2 separate regions of the Anser cygnoides genome follow, and region 2 is linked to region 1. Evidence: chromatin contacts called from public Hi-C data. All regions are on one chromosome and are shown on one strand. The core of a region is the stretch at or near the end of the contact, and the rest is flanking DNA. Distances in the headings are between cores, read along the strand shown.

Region 1 (6,106 bases), core at 1,593-4,092:
CAAGTACTGGGTCAGACAAAACCTTTCTCCGGCCCAGCACGGCTCTTACTGCAACACATCCTCTGGTACTGCGACTGCTTTTCCAGCACCTCTTGTGACCGTAGGGGACAGAAAAGCAAGAAGGGAAACCAGTGCTGCTTGGCACCCTCCTCCTCTGCGCCTCCCACTGAGGTCAGCAGCAGGAAAGAGGCACGGTGAGACATTTGGTCAATTACTCAAGGGTTTAATCACTGAGATCAAGAGCCAGTGCTGGACAGCCTGTGTCACCAAGGACAGTGGCCGGGCCTTCCACCGGGCTGAGGAGCTCTGAGCGGCCTCCAATGACCGTCTTGTGGGAGAACAGGAAGGGGCAGGGGCGAGGCGCTTGTATTTCACGTGTTTTATATGTGGTAACATACCCAGGACAGGAGACCCTGCCTGACAGCACATCCCCAACAGGAGGGGTGCGAGCAGCTGCAGGTAAACACCGACCTGCAGAGGCACCTCTGACTCTGTCCAGAGGGACGTGTGGGGGTCTGAGACCCTGCTGGTTTGAAAGGGTACGTGACCTTTCCTCCTTCACTGAGGCATGAATGCCTCCTGACACGGGGCAGTTAGGGAGGAAGCTTCAGAGATTTATGGCACTTGCTGTCCACAATGAAGAAAATTTTGCTTAGGAAGAGTATAAGGCTCTGGACATGTATCTGACCTGTATAGAGACGACAGCTCCTCATTTTCCCACCACTCCAAACAACACCTGCCCTCACAAGAGTGCATCTCCTCTGAGACGACTACGGGGTTGCAGGCAGCAGCACCTCTGGCCACGGGGACCTGGCATGGGTGGGGTGACACAGGAGTTGTCATGAAGCCTTCAGCATCCCACCGGGGCTGCATCTGGCCCAGCTTCAGTGCCCTGTCACTGCGAAAAGGGGTGCTTCAAGGTCAGTGGCCACGGCTCTGCCCAGCTACATGATCCCACCACTGGGAAACTCCATTTCTCAAGGGCGGCCATCTCTGTCTGCCAGACCACTGGCTGGCGAGCTTATCACGAGCCCTTATCTGCTTACTGCATTCCCAGAACTCAGTAACACACGTCTGAACACAGAATACAGCTTCCCTGTCATTCAGAGGAGTAAGGACTTACTGCCCCCACGGCCAGGGAACAAAGATACGGGGATCACATGAGGGGAAGGCAGGGAGGGATCTCCATCTGCAGCAGTGAACACAGTCAACATCTCTCTTTCTGTGCCTGTTACGGTGCCAAAGGTAATGAAAAGGAGAGAGCTGAGCAAAATAACAAGCGACTGGTTTGTGTGCATGCAGAGATATAAATGGAAAACTAGATGTTAGTCTAAAAAACATACGCACTAAACTGGCATGGCTGCTAACTAGATGGTCTTACAGAACTTCTCCATCTCTAATGTCTACGGTTCTGTTTTTAAAAGAAAAGGAAAGTTATAACCTGCATGTTCGTCTTTCTTTCTAAAGCTGTACTTTAAAAATTATTGGGAGCTGAAACTCAGGGATCAAAGCAAGCATTTCAGAGAACTACTTTTGCATCTCCTGTGGGTTTTGACCTTAACAGAAATGGACGTGAATTGCCAGCTTCCGCTTGTTCCTGGCAGCAAAAGAAAGGACAGGTAATAACGATGTACGTGTTATTACAAGAATAATATGTTGAATTGCAAAGAGATTCAGATCCGTAGTTTTTTTTTAGGCAACTTGAATTCAGAGGAATAACCGCTGAACTTTGGGTTCTCATCCATTTGATACTCGTTTCACTTCTTACTCATCCACAGCAGGGATGCCATGAAATGGAAACCTAGCTTCCCTCAGGGGCTAAGGGCAGTTATTTCGCTGAAAAGGAATATAGCTTTAGGTGGGTTAATTGTCTTCTGGTTTTACATGCCTGGAAGAGGGCTGGATTTGCAAGGTGACTGGAAGAGGGGGGAAGGTGGGAGGATGACCTCGTTCTGCCTTAGCACTGTGCTGGGGAGGAGCAGCTGTGGGCTTGCAGTTATGTGACACAATAGCAGCTGCATGGTGCCTCCCTACGTGCGAGTTGTATACGCTCAGCTAAAAATAACCTCCTACCTTTGTCCCCCAGTTGGTGTGGAAATTAGCTAGCGCTTGCATAGAGTCTGAAAATATGAAATCATCGATGCTATAATGACTTCCCAGAGATCACTGGGAGGAGCATGTAAGTGAACTGGAGCTGATGATAACAGCGCTATTTCTGTGTGGCACTAACTCGTTACAACTCACGTTCCCTTGGCAGTGCCATTCGGGAAGCTCTCTCCTTCCAGAAGCATATCTGCGGCTGGGACTTAGTTACGGTAAAATATTTTGTGAGGCCAAGCTACACGTGCACGTATATTCCCTCTGTACCTGGGAGTCTGCGTATCCAAGTGCAGCGGTACCACTGAGCCACTGCCCTAAGCTCTGAGACAAAATACCGTTCTTTCAAGGGGAAGACTAAGCCCCCTTCACAGGGGCAATTTCCTAACGAGTAAAGACAGCCACACGCCCGCTAATAGGGCTAAATGCTTCCATACAGCCACGCTGGGCCATGGGTGAGGTCAGCGGTGACTTCACCCACGCAGAAATGATCTCCCTCTCTCTAAGCAGCCGAGGGAAAACCGGCGGAGCAGTCCCTGCCATGCAGGCACACAGCTGATCCGGGAAGAGACCCAAGTCCTGGAATCCGCAGGAAACCTAAATTAAACCCTCGCGCTAATCATATCTCTACGTGACTCTCCCTCGGTTCTGGAAGCATCCCCTGTGGGAAACACAGCTGGGGAGTATTTCGGCTGCGATGATGTCAGCGCGCTCCTGATAGGCTTCTGCATAAGGTGACACTCGGCTGGATGAGACCGGTGTGCGGGTTTGTGCAGCCTCGGGCTCGGCGTGCTTTCTGCCAGAGGATGGCACTCCACCCCTTGCAAAGGCGCTCTTCCCAGCACGCAGCACCTCAGCACCTCGGCTGTGCTGACAGACCCGCGAACGAGACGCGACACAAACGCTACCTGCTAATTTGTACCTCTCCTGCTGGTGCAGAGACCGGTGGTCTGGCTGCAGAGAGAGAAAGGAGAGCAGGGGAAAATCACAGAGGGGAGAGTGCTACTTCTTGAAATCTCATTATTCAGGGCACTGGGGCAAATTACAGTAACTGGTTCTGGCCCAAGCACGGTTTCTCTAATCACAGGGCCTGCGATGCACAAGCTGTCCCTGACAGCACCAAAATACCATTCAGCGGTGGGGAAAAATCCCTGTCTTTCTCCTGAAAACACCAGGGGCCCAACATCTATGTATGCATGCATGTATGCATGTATCTGTCTGTTGTGCAGATGGCACGTGCACATCTGCAGACAAAACCACACAGGGAATCTGCACATTTGACATGAGCAAGAGGACGTGTCGCATGTAGTCACTGCCAGCTATGTGCAGGTTGGGAAGGATGGGACACAGACCGCTGAGGCTGTAAGAATTTTTTGTGTGACCTGCTCCTCTGTGCCATACCTGTTTGTTTTTCTTCTCCAAACCGTCAGCCTAGGTTTCTTCACTGTATCTGTACGCTTCCAGCTCCTCTCTCCCTCTCTCTCCCGCTGGTTCTCCATCACTGAGGGTACTGCCTCGTGGTTGCAAATGCTACAGTTTGCAGCACTTGTATTTCAAACCAAACTGAGAACACTTGTGACAACGTTATTTCAAATGAATGCCTGTAGGAGCCACACTGCTACCTAGTATATCTGCTCCTGCCTCAATAGAGAAGAATCTAAATTGCTTAGAAAATGGACAGCAATAGGATAATGCTTTATGATCAGTACAGTCTTAACTTAAAAGTATCTTTGGAAAGTTACAGGATTTTTCCTACCGTGAGAAACAAAGGTCAGAAGCACAGCCTGACCAGCCACCTAGATGGTTTTCCTTTCCAAATTTCCCTTGAACAGACAGTTTATGTGAGCTGCACAGTGTTTAAACCACTCACGACTGAAGCCTCAGTAAAACTCTGTAGTGTTTCAGTAACTTACGTGTGAGTGGAAGCATTCCCAGACAGCTCCAAGCTGTCTCCAAGCCATGGAAATTCACAACCTCGCTGCCTACCTATTGCTCAAGGGTAGGATTTGCGCTGAATCTAGCCCAAGCTTTCTGGGGTGGAAGGTCAAAATCACCTACAAGAATGCAAAATATATCCTCTCGTACAGCTTAACCCATTTTGTATTTGAATAAAAAAGCATGAAGATCATGTCATTTCTCCTATGGGTTCTCCAGCTATAAAGCACAGCAGGATTTATTCCAAAATGCAAAATCCTAACCAGGCAATGAAGACCTTCGGCTAGGCCAATGGGTGGAAGAAGACCCAGCTCTTTGCCTTGGGTCTGACAATAACACACTGTGTGACTTTACTTCAGCAAATCCCTTTGCTGCCCAGCGTCTCCATTTGCCCCCTAGTCTTCGGATGCTTTTGCATGATGCCAGGACTGTTATTTTTCCATTGCGTGCTTCGACAGGGCTGCATGCAGACAGGCTGGGGCCTCGGGGTGGTAGCACAGAGCAGGTGAGGAAAAGGGGTATTGCCTTGAATTCTGCAACATGGCTCTGTGCTAATCATACCCAATGAGTACATAAATGTTTCCCCTGGACTGATAAGGGCACTGAGAACAGTCCTGTCGCAGTTTAACCTGGATGTAAGAAAAGAGGGCAGCCTGGTCCCCCAGGAAGACCCGCTTTACATCCAGGAGGCTACATTTGTCATCAGTGTGCCCCTGCTGGCTCCACCAACACTGCCAGACAGCTGTTTCTTGGACCCAAGTCAGTCTCACGGGTGGACGTGAACGATGAGAAACTAACCCCAGGCAGACCCGAAGCGACCGGACCGCACCGAAGTGTCCCCTGCAGCCCCCCACTACCACATGTCGCTATTACCTGTGCGCGATGCTCTCCAACCGCAAACTGTATCACAGCAATGCCTGGGTTATGGCTGTCTTCGATCCTCTCCACAGTGCTGGAGTCTATTTTCAGGTCATTGCTAATTTCCGCGCTCTGGATGAAGTCTTCCGTTTTCAAGTCCTCTACTTTCTTCAGCTCCCCGTTGGCCAGCTGAATGATCGACCCCTTCATGAAGTAGGGGGGCAGCGTGGGGGGAGCCGCAGCGGGGGAGGCGATGGACTGCACCACGGGGAGGTGGATCTGCGCCTGCACCATGGTGGCCTGGTAGGCGGGCTGGGTGGTGTGGGGCTCGGCGCTGAAAGCCTCGCTCTTGGGGACGGCGGTGGTGACGAATGTGTGAGGCACTGCTGCGAACTGGGGAGACGAGGTGACTATCGCCGGCGTGACGCCCGACGGCTCGACGTCGGCGCTGCCGACCGGTATGAGCAGGGGCTGCGTGCCGGGGATCACCAGGTGCTGGGGCAGCCCCCCGGGGTACCCCAGCGCTTGCTGCTGGCCGCTCAGGTAGCCGATCACCGGCGGCTGGGTCCCGGCGTAGAAGGCCGTCGCCGGCAGCCCAACGGGGAGCTGCTCGGAGGCGCTGTGGGTCGTCTGGATGACGGTGTGGGGGGACAGCGTGGCCACCGCCTTCACCCCCTCGTGGCCCAGGGCCTGCTGCGGGGACAAAGCGTAGGAGCGGTGGGCCGGCTTTCCTAGGTGCAAGCTTCCCTTGTCGTTGAGGGCTGAGGGAGAGGTCTCTCGGTTGGTGGCCTGCTGCACCTCCATGTCCGCCGTCGGCGTGCTGCTGTTGGGGACCACCATGACGGAGGCTCGGACCCCTGAGGAATCCCGGGCGCCGTACTCGGCGGGGCTTGAGTGCACCACCACGTGCCTGGTCTCGTAATGGTGAGGAGCTGGTTTATTGCCTGCTTTGACTAGACCCATGTCGGCAGAGGGCGAAATGCCGTACCTCCGGCTCTTCTCTATCTCGCCGTTCAGTACCTCCTTGGCCTGCATCGCCTGCAGCCGGCCGCTCTCGGGCTTCTTGGGGGCGTCCCTCGTGACGAAGTGCGAGGCGTCGCTGTACTGCACCACCACTTGGGAGGAAGGGCCGAGGGTGAGCGTGTGGGGGATCACTGTCTGGTGGGGGTGCAGGGGGACCGGGATGGTTGGAGGAGAGACGTTTCTGACCGCGCTC
Region 2 (5,663 bases), core at 2,033-4,532, 200 kb after region 1:
CAAGGCATTACAAACTTCGGGGCAGAAAGTCTCCTGTTCTACTGCTATAATATTTAGATGAGCACAAATGGAAAAAAAAGGCAAAAAAAAAAAATCAGAATATCGGAAATGAATTATTTGTTGATAAGAAAATTGGTTTTAATACTGTATACTCCTTGGGATTTTTAATCACGAGAAAAATGATATTTCACCTAAAACATAAAAGGGCCCTGTGCTCTCTGAGAACCACAGAGAGACTTAGCAGCTGTGAGTGCCGATAGAGGCAGCCGATATTACCAGTTTTAATTTCACTGGCCAGAACGTGCTCAGCACCTTGCACGTGAGCGGAGAACTCCAAGGCTGTGGCCTAAAATCCCAGCGCCTGGATGGGAGCTGCCACAAACTTCCGACCGACTGCAGCCACCGAACGGTTAAAAGAGCCAGCCGCGGAGAAAGGGAAACTCCGAGGAAAGTTTTATGCGAGCTTTTATAAGCGAGGTGCATTCTTACAGAGCACCACACCTTTGTTAATTTGCTAGCAGCGAAGGCAAGCAAGCGGAGCTGAGGATTTAGCTAACTTGATAAGCACGCCACACGCCGCCTGATCCGCCCGATACCACCGGGTACGCGGAGAACACCCTTCCCGAGAAGTTCAGCCATCGGGAAATGATCACCGGCATCCTTCAATTTTCTGCAAGAGCAAGCCAGCGGCCGAGGCGGCCGCGCAGCACAAACACGGCGCACGCAGGGCTCGAGGTAGCCCGGGCACACGCCACGCACGCACACCTGAATGGACGAGGAATCCTGTCTGTTACCATGGCAGCCTGATCTAATTACATGACTGATCAGGGCTGGAGTAAGCGCTGCAAGCCTACACCGCTGACATGTAGCTGCATGACGAGACAGACAGACAGACGGACCGGCGGGCGCGGAGGAGCAGCTCTCAGCCTCTGCGGCATGTAAGAGGGGACGGGGAAAGCCGCCCTTCGGAAAGAGCAGCTGCCTGCGACGACTGGACGGCTTGTACCGACACATCAGGGGCGACAGCACACGATTACAACTTACTATTACCCCGCAGCATCTCCAAAATGACTGCGCCTTCCCCGGCCATCCTCAATTTCCCTCTTCCCCATTCATAGCCCTCGCCAGGGAACTGAACTGCCTGCACCAGCCGAGCAGAAAGGGATGGAGGCGAAGCCTGGATTTTCCTGTAGTGGAAGGCTTCGTTCGAAACTGAAATTAAAAGTCCTTGACTTCCCAGTATGTAAGCAAAGCAACTCACTACGCCTGACCACATCTGACACGTAAAGTAACCCTTACTGCATAAAACACATAACCGTGAGCATTAAAGGTTAAAGTGTAACCTGCCTTGCAAAATATGAATTTCTTTACCATATGAAACGGAGAAGGTCTCCAAGCAAAGGTCATGTACCTGCACAATTCCCCATCCGCACAAAGAAAACGTTTGCGAGGGTGAACGTTTTACAAACCCCAGTTTCTCCAGCTGGGCACAGGAGGAACGATCTGAATTTTGCCCGATCCTAGCCGGAGCTTGGGCTCGGGGGAGAGAGATGCTGCTTGGAGGAGTCCCTATTACACGGCATACGGTAAACAAAATAAAAATAGCCCGTCGTTCTTGTTATCTACACAGTGCATTATATAACGGGCTTCCGACTTGTTTTCTTTTCTATTATTACTCTTCAGCAATTCCTCCTCTTCAATAGCACGCAAATCGCTCCCAATTCTGTCATTTTATTATTATCGCTATTACTATTACGGCGGGAGCCAGCGTTTTCCAGCACGCTTTAATTTAGACTTTAATCTCCCGAGGAATCGCATTCACGGACCCAGCACCCACAACACGTACGGAAGGGGGGGGGGGGGCGGGGGGTCATTTATTCCTCTTCTGCCGGCAAACTACCACCCCTTTAGGCTTAAAAAATAATAAAAACGAAACGGAGAGATGCCACCAAAACCCACCGCCAGACCCAACGCGGCGGCGGGGACGAGACCGAGCCCGGGACCGCCGCCGGCTCCTGCGGGCAGGGAGCGGAGGGGGGGCGGCCTCCCCATGCCCCTGCCCCCGTGTCCCCCTGTCCCCGTGTCCCCCTGTCCCCCTGTCCCCATGTCCCCACGTCCCCGCCGGCCCCCCCGCCCCGCTCCCCCCGGCCGGCGGTACCGGGTGGCGTCCAGCGGCCGGCCTGGGCCCGGGGCGAAGCGGCTCGGGGCTGCCGCCGGGCACATCCCCGGCCCAGCGCCGCCTCCTCCTCCTCCTCCTCCTCCTCCTCCTCCTCCTCGGCCGCCTCCTCGCTTCATTCACCCTCCGGCAGCCGCCCAGCCCCGTACTACGTACGCCGGGAGGCGGCCGCCGGCCCTGCCGGCACCCGGCCCGCCCGCCGGGCCCGCACGGCCACCCCCTGCGGTGTGTGTGTGTGTGTGTGTGTGCGTGCCCCTGACACACTCGTACACACACACACACACACACACACACAGGCAGTGTCGCCGCCCCGTCACGCACCGCACCCCGTGTCTCACACACACACACACACACACACACACACACCGTGTCACCCCCACCACCACACACACACACACACACACTCACACAAACACACACCCCGAGGCCGCCGCTCGCAAAATGTCCACCCTCCCCGCGGCCACCGGCACCCCTCCGCAATCCTCCTCCTCCTCTTCCTCCTCCTGCTTCCTCACCCCCCGGGCGGCCTGAGGAGGAAGAGGAGGAGGAGAGGGAGGAGGAAGAGGAGGACCCCCCCCCCCCCCCGCCGCCCCTCGGCCATTTCGCGGCCCCCGCCCGGGGCCGGCCGCAGCGAGCTGCCCCCCCCCGCACAGCAGCACCCCAAAAACCCCGGCCCTGTGTTTTTCCAGCTGGAAATCGCCGGCGGTTTTTGCAGCCTAAACAAGGGAAGGAACCCCGGGGGGGGGGGGGGGGGGGGGGCAGGCAGAAAGCAGAGGAGGAAGAAAAAGGCACTTACTGTAAAGTGTCAGTGGAGGTGGGGTTGGCGGGGGGGTCAGACAGGCTCGCACACAAATGTCTTCCTAGCGGCTCACGGGGCTTGGGGCTGATTTTTTTTTTTTGGGGGGGTGGTGGTGGGGGTGTTGTTTGTTTTGCTCCTTCCCCCTGCAGTGACACGGGTCCGGGATGTCTCCGGCGCTGTAGTAGAAATGATGTCTGCGGTGCAGCGCCCGCTCCCTCTCCGCTCTCCAGTATGTAAATGTGTAAGAGCAGCCAAATATGGAGCAGTTGGCTGCCTCTGCAACAGCTCAAGGATCCGACTTCATGCAAAAGAGGGGGGGGAAGGGAGGAGGAGGAGGAGGAGGAGGAGGAGGAGGAGGAGGAGGCAAGGCAACACTCTGGCAGGCGGCCAAGCGAGCCGCACAGCTTATTGCATACGCGCAGCACCGCCGGGCCCAGCCGGCCTTAACCCTTTGCGAGGCCGCCCCGGGGGCGGTGGGGACCCGGGGTGGGGGGATCCGGGGTTTGGGGGGCTCCGAGGGGGTGTCCCCCCCCGGCTACCCCCGGCCCGCAGCCCCCGGGTGAGGCCGGCCGGCTGCCCTCCGCCGCCGCTGCCTTGGGCACGCTGCATGGCAGGGACCTGGCAGCAGTTTGCAGGGTGAAGTAAATGAGCTGGGGAGACAAAAAAAAAAAAGGAAAACAGAAAACACAACGCTATATTGTTTAACGGGGAGGGGAGAGATGGCTAGCAAAGCGTGCCGTCCTTCAGAAATGGCAGGGAACGCTGGTTTGAGGGATGCGTGGAAATCGGTTGCTCGGTCGAGGTCGGTCTGCCTCTCTAGGGGAGGAAATAAAACTGTGCTGGAAGCCAGGGAATGCTCTGAAGCAGCCTCTGTGAGAGTCAGAAGAGGGTGATTTTATTTAAGATGCCATATTGCATTTCACTGTGGAGAACTGCGAAGCGTTGTAGAGCAAGAGCCCGCATCCCACTCCCGTTTTCTGAATTAGTTTTATTTATCCGGATCCTTGGCATATGCTTGAGTTGCTTTGTAGAGAGTACCTTCCACTTCATTCAGACCAAAGAGACTCTGACTCATACCATCACTGAACTACAAGACAGGCAGGGCTGAACCACGCATGTTTGGGTACTAACTCCCTCTGGATTCCTCAGCACGCATTTCATCAAAATCCCCTCGCGTCTCTCCCAGCTATACGCAGACCACTGCGAGCCTCCCCCAAACGCTCCCCCGGCAGGGCAACTTACGCTTCACCGATGCCCCAGTGCCAGCTCCTTACCCTCTTGCTTCTCTCAACATGCGTCTCTGCCGTGCCATCAGCTGCAGCGACCGGCGGGCAAGCAACGAGCACGGATGCAAAGTGTTGATCAGAGAAAATACCGCCCGCCTTCTGGACTGGCTCGGTCAGGCCTTTGAGTCTTAGAAGAAATGACAAAATGCCAAATTACCGAGACAGGTACACCTTGAGGAAATAAGTTATGGACAAATGAATGGGAGGAATACAGCCAAAGGATAGCGGGCTGCTCTGCTTGCATGCAACCTGACAGTGGTCTGCAAGTAAGCATTCGCTCTGCTTTTGCATCAGGAAGGGAGGTGCAGCACTGAGAAACCCTCTCCCCACCCCGAAGGCACTGCAAACAAAGTTGCATACATACCAAAGGCCCTGAGGTACCAGCCACAGGGAGCTGGGTGCTGTGTGGTCACCGGCCCCAGCTCACAGGCCTCAGAAAGGCTCCAGGAGTGCCATCGGCATGCTCCCTGCCACGTGGCCATCTAGGCCAGGCTGCTCGCTGCAGCTTGGGCCCATTCGCCCCCACCACCACAGTGAGCTCCAAGCCACCAGATCTCCAGTGCGGATACATCTCTCATGTGTCGATAGATATTAGCACCGGATTTTAGCATTAGTTCTAGCGTTAGCATCTAGATGCAAAATACGCTAGCGCTCTGCCAGTGTGCAGACAAGCAGAGTAGTCCCTTCTCTAAAGGGCTGTGCTAGCTCTCCGTAATTGCCAGAGAATTTAATAACAACACTGTAAGCTGCAGAGCTCTTGATTTAGTGTTGATACTGTAATATAGACTGGCTTTATGAAGCTTACGGATCTTTTACCACTGCAACATCTACGTCTTTAGTTCAGGTTCACTATGAAATCCAACATCATTTGCCACCTTAGGAGTGGTCTGGGGACAGAAGCAGCAGCAGGCCAAGATGTCTGGACAAACGTGCCACTCAGCACTACGAGACAGCACATCTACAGCAGCGTAGCAGACAGCAAATGATCTTCACCCAGCTAATGCAAGGTTCATTGATTTAATAAAAGGAACCACGGGAGAGAGACAGAGGCTGGAGATTGCTGAAAATCAAGTGAAGGCCCTGGAGAAGCTGCAACCCCATCCTCGGGATTCGATTCTGCTTACGCGGCATTCTCCCGACTGCCACCTTTTTTATTCCAGTTGTACTCCTGTTACCTCAGGAGAAAGGAATCTTTCCTTCTCAAACCTTCACCTTGCCAAGAGGTGTGGCACGCGCGGAGAAAGAGAAGCCACATTCATGCTGAAGCAAGCTTTGGGCAACTTTCCCTTCTACAGCAGACTCATGTAAGAGGCTTGTGTATTCCTCCGGCCTGTGGCTACGGTGTAAGCCACAGGACCCACATTTTTTGCCATGCTCCAGGCTTTCAAATCTCTGCCCATAT

What was found. A called contact is a pair of places that touch in the nucleus more often than the background predicts.
Region 2: a contact with region 1 is called in a Hi-C map of granulosa cells, with 1.7 times the contacts expected there. The contact joins the promoter of ATXN1 here to the enhancer-like site in region 1. A contact is called at or near these places in 2 of 7 Hi-C or Micro-C datasets (granulosa cells and liver).

What each region holds. Positions count from the first base shown.
Region 1 is chr2:54,451,264-54,457,369 of Taihu_goose_T2T_genome, forward strand. ATXN1 (ataxin 1) reads right to left here. Exons shown (of 7, transcript XM_066992103.1): 6 at 4,906-6,106. Among named protein-coding and RNA genes, the nearest start is that of GMPR, 56 kb to the left of the region's middle. Within about 2 kb of position 2,843, at least 1 of the 3 cell types and tissues checked has open chromatin away from gene starts, as enhancers often do.
Region 2 is chr2:54,654,462-54,660,124 of Taihu_goose_T2T_genome, forward strand. It overlaps ATXN1 (ataxin 1), which reads right to left and starts at 3,283. Exons shown (of 7, transcript XM_066992103.1): 1 at 2,973-3,283. LOC136790071 (a long non-coding RNA gene) reads right to left here. Exons shown (of 3, transcript XR_010829308.1): 3 at 3,688-4,388.